Linked DNA regions of Drosophila melanogaster: region 1 is linked to region 2. A link is a contact called in public HiChIP or PLAC-seq data. All regions are on one chromosome and are shown on one strand. The core of a region is the stretch at or near the end of the contact, and the rest is flanking DNA. Distances in the headings are between cores, read along the strand shown. Region 1 holds the start of Gem3 (Gemin 3). Region 2 holds the start of scramb1 (scramblase 1).

The links. HiChIP or PLAC-seq counts read pairs in DNA pulled down with a chosen protein or histone mark.
Region 1: a contact with region 2 is called in a POLR2A S2P HiChIP or PLAC-seq map of the Kc167 cell line, with 6 times the contacts expected there. The contact joins the promoter of Gem3 here to the promoter of scramb1 in region 2. A contact is called at or near these places in 9 of 107 Hi-C or Micro-C datasets (the Clone 8 cell line, the D17-c3 cell line, the Kc167 cell line and 5 more) and 1 of 6 datasets of contacts at active chromatin or transcription factors (the Kc167 cell line).

Annotation. Positions count from the first base shown.
Region 1 is chr3L:10,461,837-10,466,169 of dm6, forward strand. It overlaps Gem3 (Gemin 3), which reads right to left and starts at 1,265. Exons shown (of 2, transcript NM_001274749.1): 1 at 1,001-1,265; 2 at 1-942. The coding sequence starts at 1,190. It overlaps CG32061, which reads left to right and starts at 1,980. Exons shown (of 1, transcript NM_168409.2): 1 at 1,980-2,799. The coding sequence starts at 2,065. The coding sequence ends at 2,709. It overlaps S-Lap3 (Sperm-Leucylaminopeptidase 3), which reads left to right and starts at 3,351. Exons shown (of 2, transcript NM_168410.1): 1 at 3,351-3,574.
Region 2 is chr3L:10,223,065-10,227,474 of dm6, forward strand. It overlaps scramb1 (scramblase 1), which reads right to left and starts at 2,176. Exons shown (of 5, transcript NM_140132.3): 1 at 1,796-2,176; 2 at 804-1,173. The coding sequence starts at 1,966.

The DNA of each region.
Region 1 (4,333 bases), core at 15-2,514, 240 kb after region 2:
AGGCAATAAACGTGATGGCTATGCCTTTGGAGCCAAACCGACCAGCTCGTCCAATGCGGTGCAAATAGGTGACATGATCCTGTGGTGGATCAATGTTGATAACCAGGTTGGCATGCGGGGAGTCCACTCCGCGTGCCATCAAATCAGTGGCCACCAGGATGCGCATAGTAAAGTTTCTATAGCCCTCGAAAACATGCAAACGCTCCGATTGTTCCATGGCTCCCGAAATTAAATGACAATCGATACCACTGGCTGTAAGATAGTTCTTGTAAGAATCCGCTCGCATTTGTGAGCTAGCAAAGATGATGGCCTGTTCGTAAGGCAGCTGATTAAAGATCTGGCCAAGAATCTGCAGTTTAAGACGCATCTCCTCCACACTGTTATTCTGCTGTGGCAATTCGTAGACAAACTGCCGAATGCCCAGTAGAACGGTAGCCCTTTCGGAATTCGATATAAGCATGGGTTTGTCCATGACCTTGGCCAGACGCTCATCCAAATTCTGATCGTATGTGGCACTGCAGGCAATTATTTGCCGATTCTTGGGCATTGCCTCAATGAGTTTACTGACCGTATGCTGCAGGCTCTTTGTCTGATAAAGTTGATCGGCCTCGTCGAGCACCAGCAGTCGCAGTTTGGACACATCGAATACTCTATTCTCATACAGATGCAGCAAACGTCCCGGTGTACCGATAATGACTCGACTTTCATTCATTCGCTTGCGATCCTTGGCCACATCGGTGCCACCGATGAAAGCAGAGCATTTAAAGTCCCGAAACGATTTGCAGAGATGGAAAAATGTGTCCTGCACCTGAATGGCCAGCTCTCGAGTTGGGACCACGATCATGGCATGCGGTTGGTTTATGTTGGGATTAAAGCTCTGAACGACGGCTATAACATAGATTAGAGTTTTGCCAGTTCCACTCTTCGATTGTATTATTAGATCTGCAGATTAATATAGCAACTATTATTGATAATCTTCTGTTGCATGCAAGATATTTACCCATTTTGGCCAGTGCCATGGGTATGGCAGCTGCCTGAATCTTCGTTGGCGTCACGAAATTGTTGCGCTTCAATCCGTTCAACAGATTTCGGTATAGACGCAGTTCCTCGAAGGTCTTAACCTGTCCAGGTGCCACATCGCTACTTCGTTCCTCGCCGCCAGCTAAACTGTGCGCTATTTCGCGCTCCATTTCGCGTAAATTTCCACTTTTTGGACAAAATTTTGAAACGATTCGGTTGCCTTGCTACAATTTACACTTTTTTATTGCCGGCCAAAAAATCCATCATACGCGAATAATTATATACTAAAATATACTACAAACGAATTATCCGTGAATATTAAACCTATTTACACAGAACAAAACCTACAGTAACGAAATGTCATTTGTATTCAGAGAAATGTTTACATTTTTCATAATTTCACACAGAAATAAGGTATAATTGTTAGAATTAAATATTATTTTCTGTATTTAAATCTTATGTCGAAATATTAGCGAAGGCTCACACCAAGGTTGCTATCTGTGCTAACTATTTACCAAGCACTCCAACCAATTGAACTAAAAATAAAAAATTAATTCCTTTTGAAATCTTAACAATATATTGTTTTACAATAAAAAAATATGTACATCGTACCGTTGATTGTTTTAATATGAAATTTATATTTCCAATAGGTTGGAATAAGGCAAGATTGTCAAGCACTTAAATGCAGGGGTTTTAGCACAGCTAATAGTTGCTCTCAAACTGTACCAGCTGGCGGGAATTTCAAATAATTTATGTCGCTAAAATAAGTTGATGCAGTTAAGTAGTTTCAGCACGCTGCCTTTCAATTTAATAAATTAATTTATAACAAACAACGATAAAATCTTTTATTATTTACCTAATTGTTTAATTACGTAATTTTAATTACGTATAATTTAAAATAAAAATCAAAAAATGTTTATAATATAACGTTTTTTAAGCAATCAGACTGGGAATGTCAGAGCACATTGAGGTCACACAAAATTAGATACAAAATTTAAAAAACGACTTAAAATTTTTTCATTTTGAACTCCAAATTCGAGAACCATGTTCATACCCAAAATACGAGACATTGGTTACTTTGCGCTGCTGACATCCCTGCACTTGGGCTCAAATCTTCAGCCGGTCATCGAGGCGAATGCCAATCTAAAAACGGTCTATCCCTCCGTGAATCGTAATCTAACGCTTCAATTGGGCTATAAATACAATCACTGGATGCTGGTTAAGGCCATAATGTATTCACTACTATCTATGATCGGAGTTTGGTACTCACGACACTTGCAAAGTGGCAAAAGTGAGGTATCGATGGAAAAGAAAGGAATCCTTAAAACTACGACAACAGCTGCAGAGCAAGTGAAAAACAATTGGATCAAAAAACAGAATTCCGCATTGAAAAACGGAACCCTGCCGCGGAATATATTCCTGTTATTTGCTTTGCCCTGGATATTGACCTTTGTGGCCAGCGGATTGATCAACTATATTCGATTTTACATGGTCATACAGCATTTTTGCATATCTAACTGGAGGGCGATTCAGCTTTATGGAGAACTGCAAGGCCTCTTTTGGCATCGTTCTACATCCGTGACTTTAATACCCTATTGGTCGCAAATTATCGGCGGAGGAGTATCCTTGGAGAAGGCATCTCATCTTTCTGGAAATTGTATTTCCATTGAAACACATCTTTTGGACTGAACATGGCAATCTATATTTAAAATTTTTATTTTATGTTTGATGCAAAAATTATAATAATGGAAAATAAATCGATTTTGTTGACTTAGCTCTAAAGTTTTAAAGTGATTTTGATTTGATCAGTAAACTTAAATTATTGTAGCATTAATTGAGCATTGGAATTCGTTATTGGTTTATTGTTAGTTTTAATTTCTCAACAACATTTGTATTGTTGATTTCTTCTGGTGTTTTGCCTGCGACAATAAGCGACATTTTCAATCAACAAAAGAGAAAACTTTTCTATGAACTTTATGCACCGCTTGGCATTTTATTGTTGGAAAAAACTTTTCCACCACGTGGGAAATATGCGGCAATCACTTTTTCTTGCTCACTTTTATTCAGTGGAGAAAACTCACGGTGAATAAATGTGAAAGGAGTACATAAATACACAAGTGCTATTTTTTGCTTTAAAAAATGTTTGTATCCTTATATGATTATTTCAAGAGCTTTTCATTGAATGGGGAATTATAGTCAGAAAACTCTTAATAGCAGTACTCCTGCATTATTGACCTTTTAAATATCTATTTGTGTATTATAGAAATCTCAACATCACCGACATGACACTCAACCGATCGAAGTTCACTTAAAAACGAGAATTCTCCGAGCACATTTCAAAATTATACCCAAATAAACATTTTATGTAAATTGCTTTAGTGCCGAAAGTTATTCGCGCTTTGGACACTGAATCATATCGACAGGATCTGTGTCGGTCAGCAAACGAGGAAAAACGACACTTGCAAGGATCGTTTCTTGAGTTCTCCATTGGCAAACAACACAATTCGGGTCAACTCTCGATTCCCCCATTTCGGTCCACTGTTTCGACTTGCTGGTAAGTAATATAACTAACAACTAGACTGAGAGGAAATAATATATCGTTTCGGGGTACCAGTTAGAATATTTCATAGGTTCTCTATCAACTCTTTAAAAGGATCTTAGAATTTTGAATCTAGTTTTTCTTGGTAACTTACCAGATTTGCAGTAGTGGTTTCGTCTTTGAAGAAATATAACACTGCAAATAGCATAAAAAAAAACTAATATTATTTTCTTTCTACTTTTAAATTAAATGCAATGTCTTAGGGACTTAAATCAAAGAATATGTATACTACCCGTAAGATTGAAGGGGTATACTAGATTAGCAGAAAAGTATAAGAGAGGTAAAAGCATTTCCGACCTTATAAATATACAAGTTTTTGATCTAGCCAAATTAATAATAAGCTTAGTTCTTTGTTCTTAGTTTCCAAAAAAACATGAAGCTTATATACCCTTGCAGTAATAGTATATAATTTATATATATAAGAAAATGCATTAAAAATAATAACTCTTCCTTGTTGAAACAAGAAAGTCTTTAGAATAAAGCATATGTACAAAACCAATGGAGCCAAATTTCGCTTATAAATTTCCTATACATAATTTAATCTACTAGTAAAATATCTGCAAGTTTCAAATGTTCTTCTGATCGCAACTGTAAGTAAAGCTTTAGATTCTGGACCTATACATATACATAGATACAAAGTTTGTACATAGTTTATACGTACATATATGTTTTTCCTTATTTGACACATCATTTGAATTTAATCTGATCTAGTAT
Region 2 (4,410 bases), core at 926-3,425:
CTATACAGCGAGTGCCAGATTAAGCGCAGCACCTTGGAGCCGCTCCTCACGCCCCTGGAATGAGATTCCTCCGGATTTCCCCGATTTTCGCCACCACTTAGGTCCAGCGTGGAAACACAACTTGCTGGGTTTTCGGTGGACATTTTTTCAGACTGACACGACTGCCTGCTCTGCAGCACAGAGATGAACTAACTGCTCGTTGGGAAAAATCAACGCCATCCACGACGACGGGCGCTTTAAATGACGCTTTGTATTATTTTATTGGTTCAATTAAGGCAGACGCTAGGCACTCCGATAAGCGCCAAAGATCTGGCAAAGATATTCAGCTTATTTCGGACGGATCCGATGCACGTGTAAACAAAAATACAATTGATAAGAGGCGGTCTAAGAACCTTAAAGTCTCTAACACTCTCCAAATTGACTACGTAAATGTTTGCACCCCACTTTGCTTCTGGGGGAACCTTTGTTCTACACCGATCTTGACGAGCTACCTCTATCTGGGACGATGGGTTCAGTGCCTGCACCCGAAGAAATCTTAAGACAACTGATTGGACATTATCTCAATCGCAGGGCAACGACACACCGACACATCACAAAGATGCGATCTTGTTTTGATTCAGCGGTTTGTGTAGTAAAATTATATAAGAAGTAAGCTCAGATATGGAATGAATAATTTTAACAAGGAAGCAGAAAGCGATAAAAGTCTCGTGCCATGATTTGAACACCCTGATTTGTGTAGAAATATGTGAGTCCAACATGTAGAACATTTGTTTTATGTTACAGACTAGTTTTTGATTACTTGCCTGCTGGTCCGCCCTGTGGGGCCATCCCTGGACCCATTCCCGGTCCCATTCCCGGTTGCGTGACAATGGGCTGTTGTGGTTGTCCCGGTGGATAACCGCCGAATGCGTTTGGTGGTCCTCCTGGTCCTGCTGGTCCGGGAGGATATCCGCCGAAGGCCTGGGGCGGTGGTGCTCCTCCTCCGTAGTGTGGCTGTCCACCAGGACCACCTACATAAGGTGGCTGTCCGCCTGGACCACCCGCATAAGGTGGCTGACCACCTGGACCACCCATGTAAGGTGGTTGTCCGGCTCCGTAGGGCGGAGCTTCTCCGTATGGCGGCATTTGGGGAACTGGAGCGTATCCGGCTGGCTGAGGACCTGGCATAAACCCCTGCAACGATCGGGAGTTGATTAAAGAATGAGTTGAATACTTATTTCAGGGGCGTTTCGATTAGTTTTTTGTGCTCTGGCTTGTATTCTTGTAGCTGTACTTATCAGCACTCTGGCACGCAAATGTATGGAGTAAATAAATATTCTATAAGAATGAAAACTTCACGCGGTTGTGCATGAATGATGAGTAATATTTTAAGTTTATCCAAAACTTAATGGAAATAAAACGCTCTTTTGGCATGAGTGAAAAACATAGTGAAAATAGTAAAGCCATAAAAACATTCATACGTAAATGTAAATAAGTAAATGCAAGAGAATTAAGCTTTCGACTTGCTTATCCAGTCTGCATTACTGGTTTTACAGTATGTATGTACATATGGATGTACATTGAGTTCTCAGTTGTTTGTGTTTATCAAACCGCCGATTCCACGGATTCGCGTGCAAATCGAATGAATCTCTTTCATTCCACAGCAAACTGACTGTGTGTCTGTTGATTTATAAATAAGCAAATACCAACTGGCATGACGTCATGGTTGTGTTGTGCTTGTACAAGAAGCACCCTTTACACCACCCACTTTCCCTAGCATTTTCATCGGCTACAGCGGGACACTTTTGGAACTCACGTAATTCGTGGGCGGCGGCGGCTGTGGATGACCGGGTGCGGGGGGATAGGGGGCGTTGTGGCCCCCAGTGGGCGGTGGGTAGCCGAATCCTTCGGCGGGCGGAGCATTTGGCTGGAATCCGGATCCGAAACCGGGTGGGGCGTAACCGCCCTGATTGACGTTACTCTTCATTTCGTGGGATTTCCCCGGATTTTTCCTCTTTTCCTGCTCTTCTTCTGCTCTCCGCGTGCTGCGTTGTTGTTGCACTGGAGGGGAATTGTTGCGGCCACGGCCCCAACGAAATCGCAACAATGTTGTATTTGTTTTGCACGCACTTTCTGTTAAGTACAGTAGTAGTTTCGATAGTAATGCAGTTCGCGAAATCAGGTGGGTTTCGGAGTGTAACCGTGACTGAAGAGCGAAAAAATACCAGCTACACGCTAAATATGCCAAGTTTTTAGCGGACAATTTCTCTGGTTTGAAAGAAGTTAGATAATTCCTAGAATGCATAACTTTAAATACAAAGTTCAGTTATATGAATTAAAATTAACAAATATTAAATATATTTTAAAATTGAATAGATGGCGCCATCAATCTTTTTAACAAAATGTTTACTTGACAATGTAAAAGTCATGTATAAATGAAATGTTTTCATAACAGCATTGCTCTATTATTAGCAGAATACAGCAAGCAAAGACACCATCCAAAATTGAAACGCCCAGTAAAGACTCAAACCTACGAGCTTGTAACTTGGTTTCTTGAAATTTGAATGTGAATCAGTTACATTTAAAAACTAATCTACTACGCTCTGAAATTATTAGTTTATTTAAACGGTATTTATATATTTCCTAAAAAATAAATAAATAATAATATTGTTTTATATACTAAATGCTTAAAGAAAGCGTTTCCCTAACTTTAACATATGCTTATTAAAATAATAAGAATTCGCATAAAGTTACTTATTCAACTAGTTATTATTATTGTTTTCAGCATAATTAAAATTTATGTTTTAGAAGCTATTTAGTAAATAAGGCATTTCCTTTGATTATTAATTTATGTTTTTAAATTGCTTAAATTTACATTTTGTAATATACGTTTTTTCTTGCTTTACTTATACTATAACTATATCAAAAATACAACTGTCCAAATTAAATAGAAACAAAAATCGTATAGTTAAAAAAAAAATGCTGAATAAATCCATTTTGTATGCCACAACTGGCTCAGAGAACAGTCCACATTTTTTCTAATGCGCAAATTTTCATTGAGAGGGTGTGCCTCCCCTACACCTCAAGGGTGCGACAGAGAGGGGCTGCGTGGTAGAAAGGGAGAGAGAGGAATAGAGAGGGCGGCGTAGTTGGCGCGCATAAAAAATGGCGGTTTCCGACGCAAGTAAAACGCAAAAAAAAAAATGATGGAAAAAATGTGGGCAGGGTGAGCGACTGTTGTAAGAGTGAAAGAGACGGGCTGTTGAAATGTGAAAAAAATGCTAAAAACCGTGTATATAGAAAAAAACTGCGAGCAGAATTCCACCCCATGGTCATGGACATCTAGCAGACGTCCCTCACTCACTCACACACACCACGGTAATTACCCATACAAATGCAGCGAGAAATGGAGGAATCGTCATCAGCATTACCGTCATGGTGGAGGACCACCCACACACCGCGCAAAATCACACATTTCGTCCTCGATGCTATAAACTTAGAACCCAATGTCCACTGATATATTTCTATATACTAAATATATTCCTTAAAGGAACACAAAATCCTGCACAATAAAATTTTCACTACGTTTGCGTGATGTTTATTTACAGCTTGACAATTTTAGAACTATTATACGAATGTATAATGGAATATATTATATATTATTAATTGACTTATATAATTTGCCTAAAAGCTATTGTTTCTTTCTGTGCAGGGCGGATTTAGTGGATCTAGAGGGGTCCTGGAGAAGGACTCATCAGGGTCAGGGAAGAAATCCAGAACTGAGCGTTTAATGCGCCATATAACGCAATATTTGTGCTGCTGCTGTGTGGGTGAGTTTAGCACATTCAATTAGTTGACTTTGCAATGGCAGCAAATGCAGAATGCGAAAATAAAACAACCGACTGAGAATTCGCATTCAGAATGGGGACCGGGAACGCGAACATATTTGCGGTTGGCAACCGACCAAAGGCACAAAAGCCGGGCTCAGCAGTGCAGCAGTTGTTGCCAGGCCAGCCCCCTTTTGTGCCACCACCACCTTTTAGCCCCTTTTGGCCCCACCCATGACCTTTGGGCCAGGGCCGTCGCTGAACGGTTCAGTGCAGGAGAGGCTCTCAAAAAATCAGGCAGGCGGCAAGCAGCCAACATAATGCAATGGTAAACAGCCATGCGGGTCCCTACACTGCTACAAAATCCAACATCAATACCAAAGGTTATGCAAAAAAGTTAACTGTGTACATATTAAATATCAAATAGTAATGATCACTTAAATCGACTTACTTTCTTTTGGATATTCAGCAGAAAATTTAAACCACCTATACTATTTTCCACTGTGCACCAAAGACCCTTAAAAAGCCCTGGATCGGGTTTCGTTTGAGCCTTGCAAAGCGCCTCATTAGCCGTCGCTTCGTCCTTAAAGCTGCTGGCAAGGAG